Linked DNA regions of Mus musculus: all the other regions are linked to region 4. Evidence: chromatin contacts called from public promoter capture Hi-C data. All regions are on one chromosome and are shown on one strand. The core of a region is the stretch at or near the end of the contact, and the rest is flanking DNA. Distances in the headings are between cores, read along the strand shown. Region 1 holds the start of Grhl1 (grainyhead like transcription factor 1). Region 2 holds the start of Hpcal1 (hippocalcin-like 1). Region 3 holds the start of Klf11 (Kruppel-like factor 11). Region 4 holds the start of Iah1 (isoamyl acetate-hydrolyzing esterase 1 homolog). Region 5 holds the start of 2900060N12Rik (RIKEN cDNA 2900060N12 gene).

Region 1 (2,700 bases), core at 115-2,614, 3.3 Mb after region 4:
CATCTGTCAGAGGTGCTCTCTAACCTGCCCTTTGGGTCTCAGAGAATCCTGTTCGTTTGAACACAGAGGCATCTAGAATTCAAACCCTTCTCAGTGTCCCATCACCCCGGGTCATGCTTCTGGCTACTATTTATCTTTTGCTTGTCTCTTTTGAAATTGCCTCCTGCTGATTCCCTACCATTCAGTGACCAGATTATTTGAAAACACGAGTGAAGTCTGTCTATGCCCTACCGCAAGTCCTTCAAAGCTTCCTCACTTAAGGCCTTACAGAAACCCGCGGGGCTCTACAGTTTGCACCAGTGCCCAGTTACTCTCTGGCCACACTGCTTTCCTAGCTCCTCAGTGGACACACTCGTGTCTCCTCTATCACGGTCTATAGCTGTGCCTTCACCCTTATGCCCACCCCCTCGCCATCTACATCTTTAAACCCAGAGAGCTCCACTCTACTTTCCCCATCCACCTGCAAAGAGTGCCATCTCTCTCCGCACACCAAAGGAGTCACCGTGACTCTCAAAGTAGGACGCTCTAGGAGGCAGGAAAATTTGCCTGCTCTGTCTCTGCCTTGTCCTCTCTGTCTAGGTCCCTGTCTCTACTGTTGTAGGCCTGAGGCTGAGGTTAAAGAAACCGACCCATAGGAAAATGGTTTAAAAAGGGGTTAGGATATGGGAGGAAAAAGTGGAAGCCAATCTGGAGCTGGCCAAACAGAAAGACCACACAGGTAGTAGGTAGGGGTTGAGGATGCTAAAGTCCAAATATAGCGCTGGGCAGATGAAGAGCCAAGCAAGTTCAGATGCCCTCAGGAGGCTGGTGGGGACCTCTGGGGCTTGGGAAGGTGTCTTAGAGTGATGCTTTTGACACTTGATAGGTGCCCAATAAACAGGGACCGCTGGCCGGGGAAACGTGGGTTATTAAGAGGCTGTGCAGATTGGCGACTGTCACATGGTGGGCACTGAGAGATGAACCAGAAGGAAACCTCCAAACCTGCACAGCTGCAAAGAAATTCCCTAGGTATTTCCCAGGCAGAGGCCTTGGGGCCGGAGAACTGACCGCGAGAGAGAACTGGAAGGTGAAACGCGCCCACGCGGGTGTGCGCCGAAGCCTCTCGGCGCCGGCGGCACTACCGGCCGGCGCCACCGGGGCCAGCCGCGCGCAAGCTCCCCAGCGCCGCTGAGCACCGCCGAGCACCGCGTGGCCCCCGCCCTCCGGTCCGCCCCCAGGCTCCTCCCCAGAGCTCCATCTCACCAATCAGGAGGAGCTCCCTCCTCCCAGTTCCAGAAGCTCCGCCTTGGGCCGGAGCTCCGCCAGCCAATGGGAGGCCGAGCCCAGCGCCCAGTGCGCGCAGCCCGCGCCGAGCCGGCTCAGAGCGAGAAAAGCGAACCCAACCCGTCGGGGCCGCCGCTCCGGACCCACCGCCTGCCGCCGCGCGCCGCCCGCCGCCGCCTCCTCCCCCCGGATCGGGTGTACTGTCCCAACCCGAAAGTCCAGTTCTGCGGCCCGGCAGCGGCGAGCGAGCGCGATGACACAGGAGTACGACAAGTGAGTGAGGCGCGGGCGCGAGTCCGGCCAGGGCCCGGGGGCCACCGCACCTGCCGCGGCGACGGCGCGGGTTCCGGGAGCTGGGAGGACAGGCTGGGTGGGGCGAGGCTAGGGGGTGGGGGGGGACACTCGGCCTGTCGTCTAAGGGCTCCCGGGCTCCCGGGCCCCGCGCTCATGGACCGGTGGGGACGGGTGGACCCTGGGCAGCCTCCTGTCACCTGCGGAGCTGCCGGAGCGAGAGATCTAGGGGAAGGTTGAAGTGTCCGCTGCCCGCGCGTTTTCTTCACTCCGGCTGCTGTGTGAGAAATCTGCTGTGGGTGTTCTTGGGCCCTTGCATCACCGATGGTAATTACAGAAGACTATTTTTGCCGTTTGGGAATATCAAGAGGAAGAAACTGCACGCAGGGTGATAAAGTTAGAGACCACTGTCGAATCGGGATTGCTTTTTAGAGTTTGGGACATAAGAAAGCAGCGAGAAATGTTCAGTGATGATGTAAGATGTGATCAGACGTTGGCAGGACTTGTGTGGGGGCAGTTCTCGATTTTACTCGCAACTTTTCTATAAATATGAAGATGTTCTGAAAGATCAAGTCTGTCTTATCTCGGCTCAGTAAATCTGGAGTGAAGAATTGGTTTCATAGTTAACTTGTTAAGGGTGGATTTTTCTCATGCTTGTTTTCTGATGAAGGTTAGCTGAGTGTGGAATCAGTAAGAGATTAATCTTGTCTTGTAGAAAATGAAGTTCAGGTAGTGCTCGGCTTTCCTTTTAGAATCCTGACCTATAACTCTTGAAGGTCTGAGGCTCATTTGAAAACACCCATGAACCTTCAGGGCCGGAGCAACAACTTGCTCTTCTTGAAGAAGTGGGCTGCAATTGTTCATGTGTTTATTTCTCTACTTACTGACTAGGCAAAAGTCCCAGTGCCAGCCTCTTGGCCTTAGGCATACTTTGGAAATATAAAATGCCTTCAGGGTAATTGCAGACATAAAGCCACTTGGAAAATATTTATTTTCTGATGCTTGTACCAATGTTGGATGGGATGGGAGAAGGGAAGCTTGAAAAACTAGCATTACGACTGTTGAGCGAGCCAACTGCTGTCAGAGTCTTCTGGAAGTGGCTATTAGACTATTAATAATAGCTCAGCAGTACACCAGAGACTCTCA
Region 2 (2,700 bases), core at 200-2,699, 3.6 Mb before region 4:
AACAAAGCAACCCGCCCTAGCTAACAGGATATCTGAAGGCTTCTGCCTCAGCCATCCACTTTCTGGGAACCTCCTACCTGTAACCCTAGATACCTGTGTGGTGCTGTGCTACAGAAAGGGGCAGACTGACCTCCCGTGGGGTCTTTACTGAGAAGGAAGCGATCATGGCCAGAGAGACCCAAAGGTTAGCCCTCGAAATCAGTCAGGTGGTGCGCTGTTAACTCTCACAGCTGTCATTCCCTTGAGCCCTCTGGGTTTAGTTTTGCCTTTCTGCACCAGAGGCAGGGAGGAGTGGAGAAGGCCCCAGAGCTCCACCTCCGAGCTGCTCTACTACAGGTACCCCTGGCAGCCTCCTGAATAGTAGGAGTTCACTCACATGTTTTTGTGGAGGAGGATTTGAAGGAGGGATTTGAGTTTTTCCCTAGAGACGCCAGAGAGACAGTTTCATCTCTGCACAACAGGCTCGCCCAGCTCCTCATATAAGCTGTTTCTGTGGTTACCTGTCTTCTGGGATATTTGCAGTGGGTGGGCATGGCAGGTGCGATCTGCCAGAGTATGCTGGGAGTCTGAAGGAAGCACCACTGGGACCCACAAGGCCAGATGTCCCTATTATGGGAGATGTCAACCAAGCCCCCGCCTCCTCACCAGGAAACTGAAACCACACTGAATGTCAGGGAGGCAAAGACCCCAAGAAGGATTCTGGATCTCCTCGTTGTCCAGTTTATTGGTGAGGAAACCGAGGCTGAGGGAATCCAAGGGTTTTCTTGGCAAGATGGCTGGATGAGTTAGCAGAAGTAATTACAGCTGGAACGTAGGTCTTCCACCTCCAGGCCAAGCTCTTCTCTTAAACCACGCGCAGGAAAGTGGGTGACAGATGCACACGGGACTGATGTGGAGAGGGAGGAGATCCTTGCAGGCATCCCAGATGGTCCTGGGGAGCCTAGGGCAACTCAAGCCTCTTTTCCACTTCCCTGGCCATTGGGACTGTACTTCCTTCCAAGTACGGCGGGGGCGGGGGCGGGGGCGGGGTGGGTGGGTGCTGGCGTAAGGCCGGCCCTTTTGGGCACCGCCTCTCGGCCTCTCCCCACCCGCAGGCCAGAGGCCAAGGGTTAGGGAGGTGGGGCCAGTGCTCGGCCCCTCCCCTGCTCTCCTTCCCCTTCCACCCCCCCAGAGTCTCCCCGTCCCGAGTCCCAGTGGCCTTAACACCCATCGTATCCTCTGCTGCGCTGAGAATCTGCGAGTGATCAGGGAGCTATATGGACCAGAGTGGGCGCACCGAGGGTCCAGCAGCGGGTGTGGCAAAGGGCGGGGGCGTGACCAGGCTGCGGCTGAGGCGGGGCTAAGACTGGGGGCGTGGTCGAAGCAGGAGGCGGGTCCGTTGGAAACTTGAGTGCCCGCCCTTGCGATGCGCCCCGCCCCGGCCTCCGCCTCCGGGTCCCGCCTTCTCTTCCCTTCCTTCCCGGGCTGGCGGCGGCTGCGGGTGGTGGACCTGCAGAGCGGCCGTCGCCCACACCTCGCTCTCTCCTGGGCCGGCGGATCCTTTTGTCTCTCCGAGCGGCGAAGGTCGCAGAGCAGGCGCGGCGGCTGCGGGAGCGCAAACGCCCGCTCTCTCGGTCACCTCCCCAGCCTCGGCCACCGCAGAACTTGGGCTCGAGAAGCCAGCGGACCGCGTCCAGCTCCAGAGCCGGTAGGAAAGGGGAAACTGCGGGACTGCGGGGTTGCATGGAGGGAGCGTGTGTGACCCGCTCGCTGCGACCCGGCTGTGAGTGAACGGGTGTGTGTGCGCCGGTACTGATGGTGCCTGTTTCTCTGCGTAGTGGGCTTGCAGCTGACCGCGGACGGTGGCGTGGCTCTAGAATGGCGTGTCCTCGTGGGGATCGTTGCGCTCGATGGGATGTGCACTTTTCAGACTACGTTTGTGGAATTGTGTGTCAGGGCACAGTTGCCGGTGGGGATGGGGACTAGTGCTGGCGGGGTCGAGGGGGGAGCCGCTGTGCGCAGAGTGGGGGTGGCGGGGTGGGCGTGGGCGGTCTGCCCGGGCAAGCTGAGCCCCCGGTTGGTGTCGCTCCGCGCAGTGCGTAGCTCAGGAACCTGAGGGTACGACTAGAATCCGATGGGCAAAGTGCCTGCCTGGTGGCAGCGGGCGTTGACACCCCTCACGGGGTGGGGTGGGGGCGGCAGGTCCACAAGGTTCACTTGGATAATTGTGAGCTTTGATGAGGGATGGGGACCCGCTTGGCTGTGTTCAGCTCTGGGACAGTGGGAAAGACCAACCCAGCCCTGGCCTCGCCGTGACCCGCCCTGAGACCTGAGCCTGACTGAGATGGGCCACCTTTTTGAGTCGCAGTTGGCGTCTGTATCAAGTGAGGGCGGCCCCTCAGGGGCTATCTTGACAGTGTGAGAACGTACTACACGTAGTTCTTGACCCAGAGTCTTGCGCACAGTAGGTGCTCTTCATTGGATTCTCATCTCTTTAAATCTTTTTCTGCCTTTATTGAGGATGACGCTCTCATTTCCTCCTATACGGTGGTTTGTGCCTCCTTCCTTGATCTAACTTCACAGCGAAAGCTTGGAGAGATTGAGAAAGTTTAGGCGGCTGGGTGCGTTGCCTTCTCTCCGCACCTTACTGGCTGCTTGACACGGCCTTCGGGTGTGCGGGGAGCTCGCAGCGTAGGGCGCTAGCCCGGAAGGCTCCTGCGC
Region 3 (2,700 bases), core at 74-2,573, 3.3 Mb after region 4:
TGGAGATTATTCTCCAACACATACGCCATAAAACCACGTGTGGAGAGAACAGGAGACAGTAGGGACGTTGGATGGGGCGGAGGCATTATAGGTAAGGGTGAACACGGGGAGTCAGAAATTCAGTGTGGGAATGAAGCAAAAACAATTTAAACAGGCCCAAGTAGAAGACTAACTCCATGTGTGTTAAATGCCCCAGTAGTTAGACATGTGAATTCACCTTTAAACACTCCTACTGTTACTTTCAACAAACTCCCTTTCTTTGGTTCACTTAATTCCATTGTCAAGCCAGTGTGAAACTGAGGAATCAGGGTTGCAACTATAACCCTTAGGCCTTACCAGCTTAAGGACAGGGCTCTCTGCCTGCCTGCCTCTCTGCCTGCTCACCTGTCTGATAAAAATAGGCAGCATAATGTCCAGCTCCTGTCTGCTCATATCAGCAATGATTCTCCCAGACCTCCACTAGTTTCAAGGCTCTGCAGTGAGGCATCAGGGGGTTAGTAGAGGGGTGCCCTATTGCTGCACTGTAGGTTGGAGGTGGGCACGACATACTGCATGCATTGACCTCTGCTCTCCAAGACTTGTGATGAGTGTACATGAATAACCGCACCTAAAGGCCCAAGGGGAAAAAACGGATACTCAGGATTTGGGTCAGGTCTCACGTAGGCCTGAGGACACCCCAAGTGGGTGTCCTTTGTATGGCCACTGGGGAGGATGCGCAGGCTTCATTAGGTACATGTCGAGTGGCTGACTACACGGCTGTAGTTCTTTTGTAGCAGAAGGCAGATTAGAGTAGGAAGAGCATTTGATCTGGCGCCATGCAGGAAAAAGCGGATGTCGTCCCTAAACCCAAGCAGCTTTCAAGCCTCTTCCTGGGCAGAGATGCGGTCCTAAGAGCCAACGACAGCTTAAAAGAAATTAGAGACAGGGTGAGGCCGTCCCTGTGGGTCCCGCCTACCAGATCCGTCCACGGCGTGGGGCCAGCGCGCGACCTCTGCGAGCAGCCCCTGCGGCAGAAGAGGACCTTACTGCGGTCGACTGCCGCCGCGCCGCCGCCGGGACCTTTCCCCTACTTTCCAGGCCTCACGCCCCGCCTCTAGCCCGGACCAAAACACGTGCCGCCGCCCGCCCCGCCGGATCACGCCGCAGCCAGGCTCCGATCACGCGCCCCCCCGCGGCGCCCATTGGCCCGCTTCTTGCCGGCCTGGCGCTGATTGGCTGGCGGCAGAGGCCATGCCCCCAGCAGGGAGCGGTGTATTTTGGTTTGCCCGCGCGCCCCGCCCAGGGCCGCTCCCTCCGTGGCGCCCCGCCCCTCCCGCGCCTCCCGGGCCGCGCGGAGGCAGAGCCGCGCGGCAAGGAAGGCGGAGGTGCGCGCCGGGAACAGACGCTCGGGACACCGCCGCCCGCCGCACACGTGCAGCCTCCGCCGCACGCAGGGCTCCTGCCTCGCAGCATTGCTGCCTGCAGGCCATACGGCACCATGCACTCGCCGGGCTCCACCGGCCCCGGCGACGGGCGCGCGGTAAGTGACGGGGCTGAGCGCGGGACGAGACGGGGGACGCGGGAGGGATGGCGACTTCTCGCTGCGGTGGGGGCTGCGGATTTGCTCTGGTCCGGACAGGGACCCGGAGGCTCGGCCGGGTCAGGGTGGGGAGGGGGGTGTGTTAGCGCGGCAGCCTGCCTTCAGCTTTGTCTCTGGTCCGCTGCGGCCCCGCCCGGCGCGGCTATTTCCAGCCATGACGTCACCCGAATCCAGAGGAGGACCGCTGTTGGATGTGGGCGCGGCTGGCGGGAACTTGGGGGCGGAGTCAAAGCTGGGGCGCAGCATGGGGGCGTGGCCAAAGCTAGGGCGTGGGCAAGCGTGCTTGGAGGAGATATTGGGGGAACTAGATGGGACCAAGGCGAAGGACATGGTGAAAGCACCTGGTAGTAGTGTAAGAGGGCGGAACCGAAGCTAGAGAGCTTGGTGAGAACCTCTGGTAGGACTGTGGGGCGGGGCCGATGTAAGAGTGCATAGTGAGAGTTTATCTAGGGGCGGGGCAAAGGCTAAGCCGAAGGGAGGGAGTGTGGTGAGAGCATCTGGTAGGAGTGCAGTGGGAGGGGCTGTGGGTGGAGCCAAAGTAAAGGTATCTCAGGAGGGTGTGGCCAGAGTGCCTGGATGGGGTTACGACGGAATGAGGAGCAAGGCAATAGTGTGTCTTGATAGGCGAGTGTGCAAGAGTGTGGTTCGAAGAGGTGTGTCAGCCAAGCTTAATGGGCTGGTAAGGGTAGAGCTGGGCGAAGGGTGGAGTCTAAGTGAGAAGGGGTGTGGTAAAATGGGACTTTGCAGGCTTGGGCCCAGGGACTGAGTGAAGTCATGGCAGGGACCTCTGTCAGAAGGTGTAGGGTGTGGAGCAACAGAACCTGATAGAAATGTAGGGGGCCAGAGAAGTGGTGCGGAGCAGGTTCCTGGTGAGAACACAGTATTACATGGACTCAAGGGAACCTACGTTCGCATTCTTTCCTAGTATGGGGCTGGACATTGATTCCACTTGAAGGCTCATAATCAAAATACCCTTCCAGGAGGTTGTCTGGCCCCTATGGTCATATCTTTGCCTGTTCAGTGAAGGGGAATCTGGACAGACAGGAAGTTTTGAAGCTCAGAAAATATGTATGGAAATATGTGTCTGTAGGCTTAAGTTTCTCTTTTGGACAGGCTAGGTT
Region 4 (2,700 bases), core at 156-2,655:
CTGAAATCTTCAGCTCTCCGTCTGTCTTCCTCTGGTCTGTACTGGCAAATCTGAGTTTTGAGTTGAATGCAAATGTTGTGCCACAGCTTTGAAACCCCTGTTCTCCACACCCTTACCCAATTCCTTGGCTTATGATTCTAAAACCACCACTTTTAGGACTCATCTGTTATGGGATCTACATGTTCAATTCAGAGATGGGGTTTTATGCCTCAGATGTAGTGTGAGTTAGTTCATTAGTCTGGTTTTCTAAAGGACATAAAATTCAGACCAAGGAGAAAGTGGGTGGAGCTCAGTGATGTTTCTCTGATGTTAAAATTAGTCAGTTCAAGCCAGATTCAAGTACATAAAAAACGCAGGTTTGTTGGGCCATCAAGTTCACTGGTCCCAGGGCTGTCAAGATGGCTCAGCGGGTAAGACCACTGACTGCTCTTCTGAAGGTCTGAGTTCAAATCCCAGCAACCACATGGTGGCTCACAACCACCCGTTATGAGATCTGCTGTCTGAAGATGGCTACAGTGTACTTACATATAGTAATAAATAAGTCTTGGGGCTGGACCAGAGCAAGCAGAGGTCCTAAATTCAATTCCCAACAATCACAACCATCTGAACAGCGTACTCATATACATAAACAAATCTTAAAAAAAAAAGTTCATTGACTACTACAGAAGAGTCCAGCCCCTGTGCTGGACAGTCCAGGGTTGGGGGCAGGGTACCAGGTAGGGGCTGAGCAGCGATGCTGAAAGAACCTGGAGGCCAGGTTTGCTATCTATGTAAAATAGCAACACTTCAGTTCCTTGCTGGGATTGTCACCCTTCTCAAGGGAGTGCTTCTCCTTCAGAGCACACTATCAAGGCAAAGAACTTCGCCCATGTAGCCTGTCTTGTCTACCTACCCTCTTGGGTGTGTAAACGCTCCGGTGCTTTGCTAACAGTGTAAATCTGACTTCCTTAAAATGAAATTTCTATAAAACAGCCAAATTCCCATGTTTTTGGCCTATACCAAAAGCCTAGGGCCCCCATAACATACAAAAATTTATTACATAAAACTAGAAATTTCCTTTTAATAGCTGGGGCATGTGATACCGTGAAGTCAGGCGGTCTACAGTGAGGGTCCCTAGACACCTCTATCTTTTACTGTGCCCATCAAGTCCAGTACTGGAAGAGGAAATCCTCCACTTGGGCATGGCCAAAAATGGACGAGTGCTCCTGCTAAAAACGAGATTTCCAAGCACCACAGCTATCCCCAGTCTCGGAGAGGCGGGGTTGGGGTGAACCGGTGGCAGGACTCACCCGGCCGGGGACACTCGCTTCAGGAGACCTGAGTGCAAAGAGGTTTGATCTGGGGCTCACCCCGCCCACGGCTAGCCCCGCCCGCAGCTAGCTCCGCCCACGGCGCGAGGCTCCTCCACATCCGGCGCAGCCCTGCGGGGTTTTGGGCTTTCTACCATGTCGCTGTGCGAGCGAGCTGCTAGCGGGAGCGCTCTGCTCTGGCCTCGCGTGTTGCTCTTCGGGGACTCCATCACGCAGGTACCCGCCGCACCCTCGGCTGCATCCGCGTGCGTGTCGGAGCAGTCCAGGCGCGGTTCTCCCCCACCCCACCGTGCTCCGCGAGCCGGTACGGATCCCGAGCTGCCCGACTCCCCCGGACTCTGGATGGCCCGGTGCGCGTCGGGGTGCACGGGAGCTTAAAGGGTCCGCCTTCGCTTGGTTGCAACCTCCTGCGGGTTCTTCACCGAAGCTACTTTGAACTTTGAACCGACTAGTTCACTCCTCTCTTCCTCAAGCGGCTTAGGTCCAGTACCAAGTGGTTTTTGAAAACAATGCTTTCAACAGCATGAAAAAGTAACCCTATCTGAAAACATATAGTTCCCGATTGAGGAAATTCTTCAAGATGCCTTCCTTCAGGGAGATTAAAAAACAAAACAAAACAAAAAAAGACGCTTCTCCACAATTTACTCGTACGCGGGCTTGGCTTTCCCTAGTAATTGGCAACATTGTTTTTAGATATTGGGCATTAAGTTTTTGTGAGTGGGCGAGATGGCGCAATACTGCTGGAGGATTGCCATGACTGTCAGGGAAATCAATAGAGCATAGGCTTCCTTAGTTTTCAGCTGTGGAGAAATGGGATAACATTATGTCAGCTGACTCAACATAGTTGAGCTTTCTGCTGTTCAGATAACGAATGTCTCTAATGTTAGGTCACAGTAAAACCCTCTCATGTCCAGAGAGTTTCCAAGTGAAGCCACAGTAATTCTCAAAATACCTTCCCAAGCAAGGAAGGCAAGAAAGAAGCCTGGGAGTGTCTAAACGGAGTCTGCATCTAACAGGCCTGGCCCACCACCATGCCATAGTGTATAGCTGTGTGGGTAGTAACAGACTTCTTTCTTCAGTTTTCTTTCCAGCAGGGTGGATGGGGCTCGTTGCTGGCTGACAGACTAGTCAGGTAAGAACAGTTCCTAGATTGTACTTGGCTACTTTCTGGTGGGAAGCATAGTCAGAGTGAATGGTGGAGGCTTTTATCTGCTAGCTTTCCCCTCCTGGATACATGTTAAAGGAAAGGAATTCAGGTTCAACAAAATCGAGTTTCTACCACATGGGAACCAGCAGCACTTGTATTGGCTGCTCTGCCTTCCTGGAACCTTTCAAACCAGCCTGTTAGTGGGTTCCTAACGTTCTGTACCCGTTTGGTTAACGTCTATCG
Region 5 (2,700 bases), core at 138-2,637, 3.5 Mb after region 4:
TATATGTTCAGCCACCTGTACACTTTCTCAACACGTCCCTAAAGGGGGGGGGGGGAGGAGACAGAGACAAAGAGGTCCTCGATCCAAGGTTATATTAATAGAGAGGTCCAGACTTGGGACTATTTTAGGAAGTAGATTATTGGACAGGTTTGATTTCTAATTGGTCCCAGCTAGTTGGAACACAATATTAAGAGTGAAAGATCTCAATTATTTTCTCCCCATCCTCTAAAAGACTACCTTACTAGGACTCAGCTGTTCACCCAGAGAATATTAGCAGCAAGAGACTATCCCAACTAAATTCAATAACCCCCTTTTCAGAGAGAGCTGAGTCCACAGCCAGGTTTCCTGAAGCACTACTTGCCCGCTCTTACTACTGAAGCCTCTAGAGTGGTCCTTGAGGAAGTGCTGTACCTAGTAGTTGATGGCTATTCTGGAGTGGGTGTTAAACCTGAGAATGAAGAGGGCCTTGTCTTTAAGAGGTCAAAACTGGGGCTAAATTAGTTGGATCTCAGGCCCCCCCCCCCCCCACACACTGTTATTTAGCTCTTGGTTAAGTTATGTAATTTTTCTGGAATTCAATTTCCTTGCTAGATTGAGGGTGGTTACAATACCTGCCTCACATGGTTGTTGTGGGGACTCACATAAGTCTACCTTTAAAAGCAGTGTTAGCAGCACATTTAAACCCCCGCCCCCCTTTAAATATTAGTTTCCAAATCCTTGGATTTTGAGAGGACGATGCTGGCATTTTCCAGGTGTTCCCATGGCTAGTTTAAAGGGTAAGAGATCACATTTGTAGGGCTGACACACTAACTGCCCTCCTGGAATGGAGGTGTGGACACAGCAGAATTCACATCTGGCAGAGAGGCTCGCAGGCACGAAGGGATGCTTACCAGCAGCCTTTCCTTTGAGGAGGCGGGGCCTTTACATGCCGGCCGCTGGCTACCCAGGCTTTCCCTCGGGCGCTGCCCAGGTCCGACCTGTTTCCCTCTCAGCTGGATGCGCGGTGAGGGCATCGTCCCAGCGCGGCCGATCAGGCCCAGGTGGGCGGCGGGTGAGGTAGGACCACCCGGCTTTCCGCAAGTTTGGGCAGCCCAGGAGACAAAGGCACTTTCTGCTTTGGGGTTCTTGTAGCGCGTCTCCCTGAAGCTCCCAGCCCCCTACCTTTGTTCCCAACTTCCCCCGGCGCTGCAACTCTTTGTCTGGCCGCCACCCCGAGCCCCTTTGTTGTCCACCGTCACTGCCAGTGAGGGGTGGGGACGGCGCCCACCATTCCTGAGAAAGGAAGTGAGCAGAGGCGGAGGCAAAGCCGCCCTCACACGCCCCCACCAGCTAGCCTGACTCTCGGTCGCCCTCGGGCGACAGCCATGGTCGAGCCTCAGCCCCTCGCTGGGGTCCTCAGCACGGAGGAGGGGCGCGGCGAGGCCAGCGTCCTCTGATTGGCTGTGGGAGTCGGGGCGCCGCGACGCCATTGGACCGCGGAGCTGTCTGGCGCACGAGTGCGCGAGGTGGGGAGGGGGCTCTGGAAGCTGCTGGAAATCGGGCCGCCCGGCGGCGTGAGGGGGCCGCGCGGCTGGGTGGGCGGGGCGCCCAGCAGTGGGCGGGGCCACTAACTCCGCCCACTGCCCCTCCCCGCGCGGCTGCTCCGACCGCGGGCGGCCGAGGGGCGGGCGCGCCGCTGCATCCCCATCCTCGGCGTAGCTCGGCACAGAGCGAGCAAGCAAGCAAGCGGCGCCTGGCCGGAGCGAGCGGACGCAGCGCCGAGGCCCGGCCATGGCCACCACCAGCACCACGGGCTCCACCCTGCTGCAGCCCCTCAGCAACGCCGTGCAACTGCCCATCGATCAGGTACCGGCGTCCGGGGCGTCGTGCCCTGGCCGCCTCTGCCGGCCGCGGTGCCACCCGGGCGGGAGCAGGGTGGGGGCTGGGGCCGGGACCGCCGTGCCCGGCGCCCGGCGGGGCGGGGGCGCGCGGCTGGCCTTGTCCCCTCGGCTGTCGCTCCGGCTGGTGCCTCTGTGCCCACCCAGCCTCCCATCGCCGCCCGGGCGGGGGTGGGCGCGGGCGGAGGCTCGGCGACAGCCCGCCGGGGAGGGCTAGACAGACGTGCGCGCGTGCATGCTGTCGCTGCCGGGCCACCGGGCGTCGGACCCGGGAGTCCCGGGACCGGTGGACCTGGCACTGCTGCGGGTTATCGGGAGACTAAGAATGGTTTGGGTGCCGAGTGCCCAGGACACGGCGTGGATGGACGAGGCTTAAGCTCTTCTGCACTTGGGGACAGTTTGCATTGAAGTGTGGCTCAATAGACGGAGAGGCAACAGTTTGGGGGAAGACAGGTTATGAAGAGAAGTCAACGTGACTTCACGATGCTAGGGTTTCTGGTGAAAAAGTTGCAGCTGTGGATAGGAGCAGCCATCCTACCCCCTCACCCTACCCCCAGAGAAGCTTTTGACACTAGGGAAGGCTGGCATTTAAATGAGGCCAGTCGAATTTGATTGTTTAAAGGGCCTCAGGATTACTGAAATAAACAGCATTGGGATGGAGAAAGCAGCGCCATTTTTATTGAGCAAAGGAACTTTGGAAGTATGTCCTGAGAAAGGTCTGGGAAAGTTGTTGGTGGGGTATGGTTAGATAGCTGGTCTAGCTCCAGTACTGAAGGAAATTGACTTTGGAAATTCAGCCTAACATTATTTCTGATCTGGAGGT

Evidence for each region. Promoter capture Hi-C pulls out the DNA fragments that hold promoters and counts their contacts.
Region 1: a promoter capture Hi-C map of hematopoietic stem and progenitor cells shows a contact between it and region 4. The contact joins the promoter of Grhl1 here to the promoter of Iah1 in region 4. A contact is called at or near these places in 6 of 39 promoter capture datasets (cranial neural crest, frontonasal cranial neural crest, hematopoietic stem and progenitor cells and 3 more).
Region 2: a promoter capture Hi-C map of the HPC-7 cell line shows a contact between it and region 4. The contact joins the promoter of Hpcal1 here to the promoter of Iah1 in region 4. A contact is called at or near these places in 7 of 39 promoter capture datasets (the HPC-7 cell line, cranial neural crest, embryonic stem cells and 4 more).
Region 3: a contact with region 4 is called in a promoter capture Hi-C map of pre-B cells. The contact joins the promoter of Klf11 here to the promoter of Iah1 in region 4. A contact is called at or near these places in 4 of 39 promoter capture datasets (cranial neural crest, maxillary cranial neural crest, pre-B cells and 1 more).
Region 5: a contact with region 4 is called in a promoter capture Hi-C map of pre-B cells. The contact joins the promoter of 2900060N12Rik here to the promoter of Iah1 in region 4. A contact is called at or near these places in 3 of 39 promoter capture datasets (cranial neural crest, frontonasal cranial neural crest and pre-B cells).

What each region holds. Positions count from the first base shown.
Region 1 is chr12:24,570,923-24,573,622 of GRCm38.p6, forward strand. Grhl1 (grainyhead like transcription factor 1) reads left to right here and starts at 1,365. Exons shown (of 16, transcript NM_001161406.1): 1 at 1,365-1,536. The coding sequence starts at 1,517.
Region 2 is chr12:17,689,360-17,692,059 of GRCm38.p6, forward strand. Hpcal1 (hippocalcin-like 1) reads left to right here and starts at 1,450. Exons shown (of 5, transcript NM_001361645.1): 1 at 1,450-1,687.
Region 3 is chr12:24,650,048-24,652,747 of GRCm38.p6, forward strand. It overlaps Klf11 (Kruppel-like factor 11), which reads left to right and starts at 1,324. Exons shown (of 4, transcript NM_178357.3): 1 at 1,324-1,519. The coding sequence starts at 1,478.
Region 4 is chr12:21,314,987-21,317,686 of GRCm38.p6, forward strand. Iah1 (isoamyl acetate-hydrolyzing esterase 1 homolog) reads left to right here and starts at 1,406. Exons shown (of 6, transcript NM_026347.3): 1 at 1,406-1,526; 2 at 2,390-2,442. The coding sequence starts at 1,446. Cpsf3 (cleavage and polyadenylation specificity factor 3) reads left to right here. Exons shown (of 18, transcript NM_018813.3): 18 at 1-70.
Region 5 is chr12:24,829,930-24,832,629 of GRCm38.p6, forward strand. 2900060N12Rik (RIKEN cDNA 2900060N12 gene) reads right to left here and starts at 1,388. Exons shown (of 3, transcript NR_166876.1): 1 at 891-1,388. It overlaps Mboat2 (membrane bound O-acyltransferase domain containing 2), which reads left to right and starts at 1,670. Exons shown (of 13, transcript NM_026037.3): 1 at 1,670-1,845. The coding sequence starts at 1,771.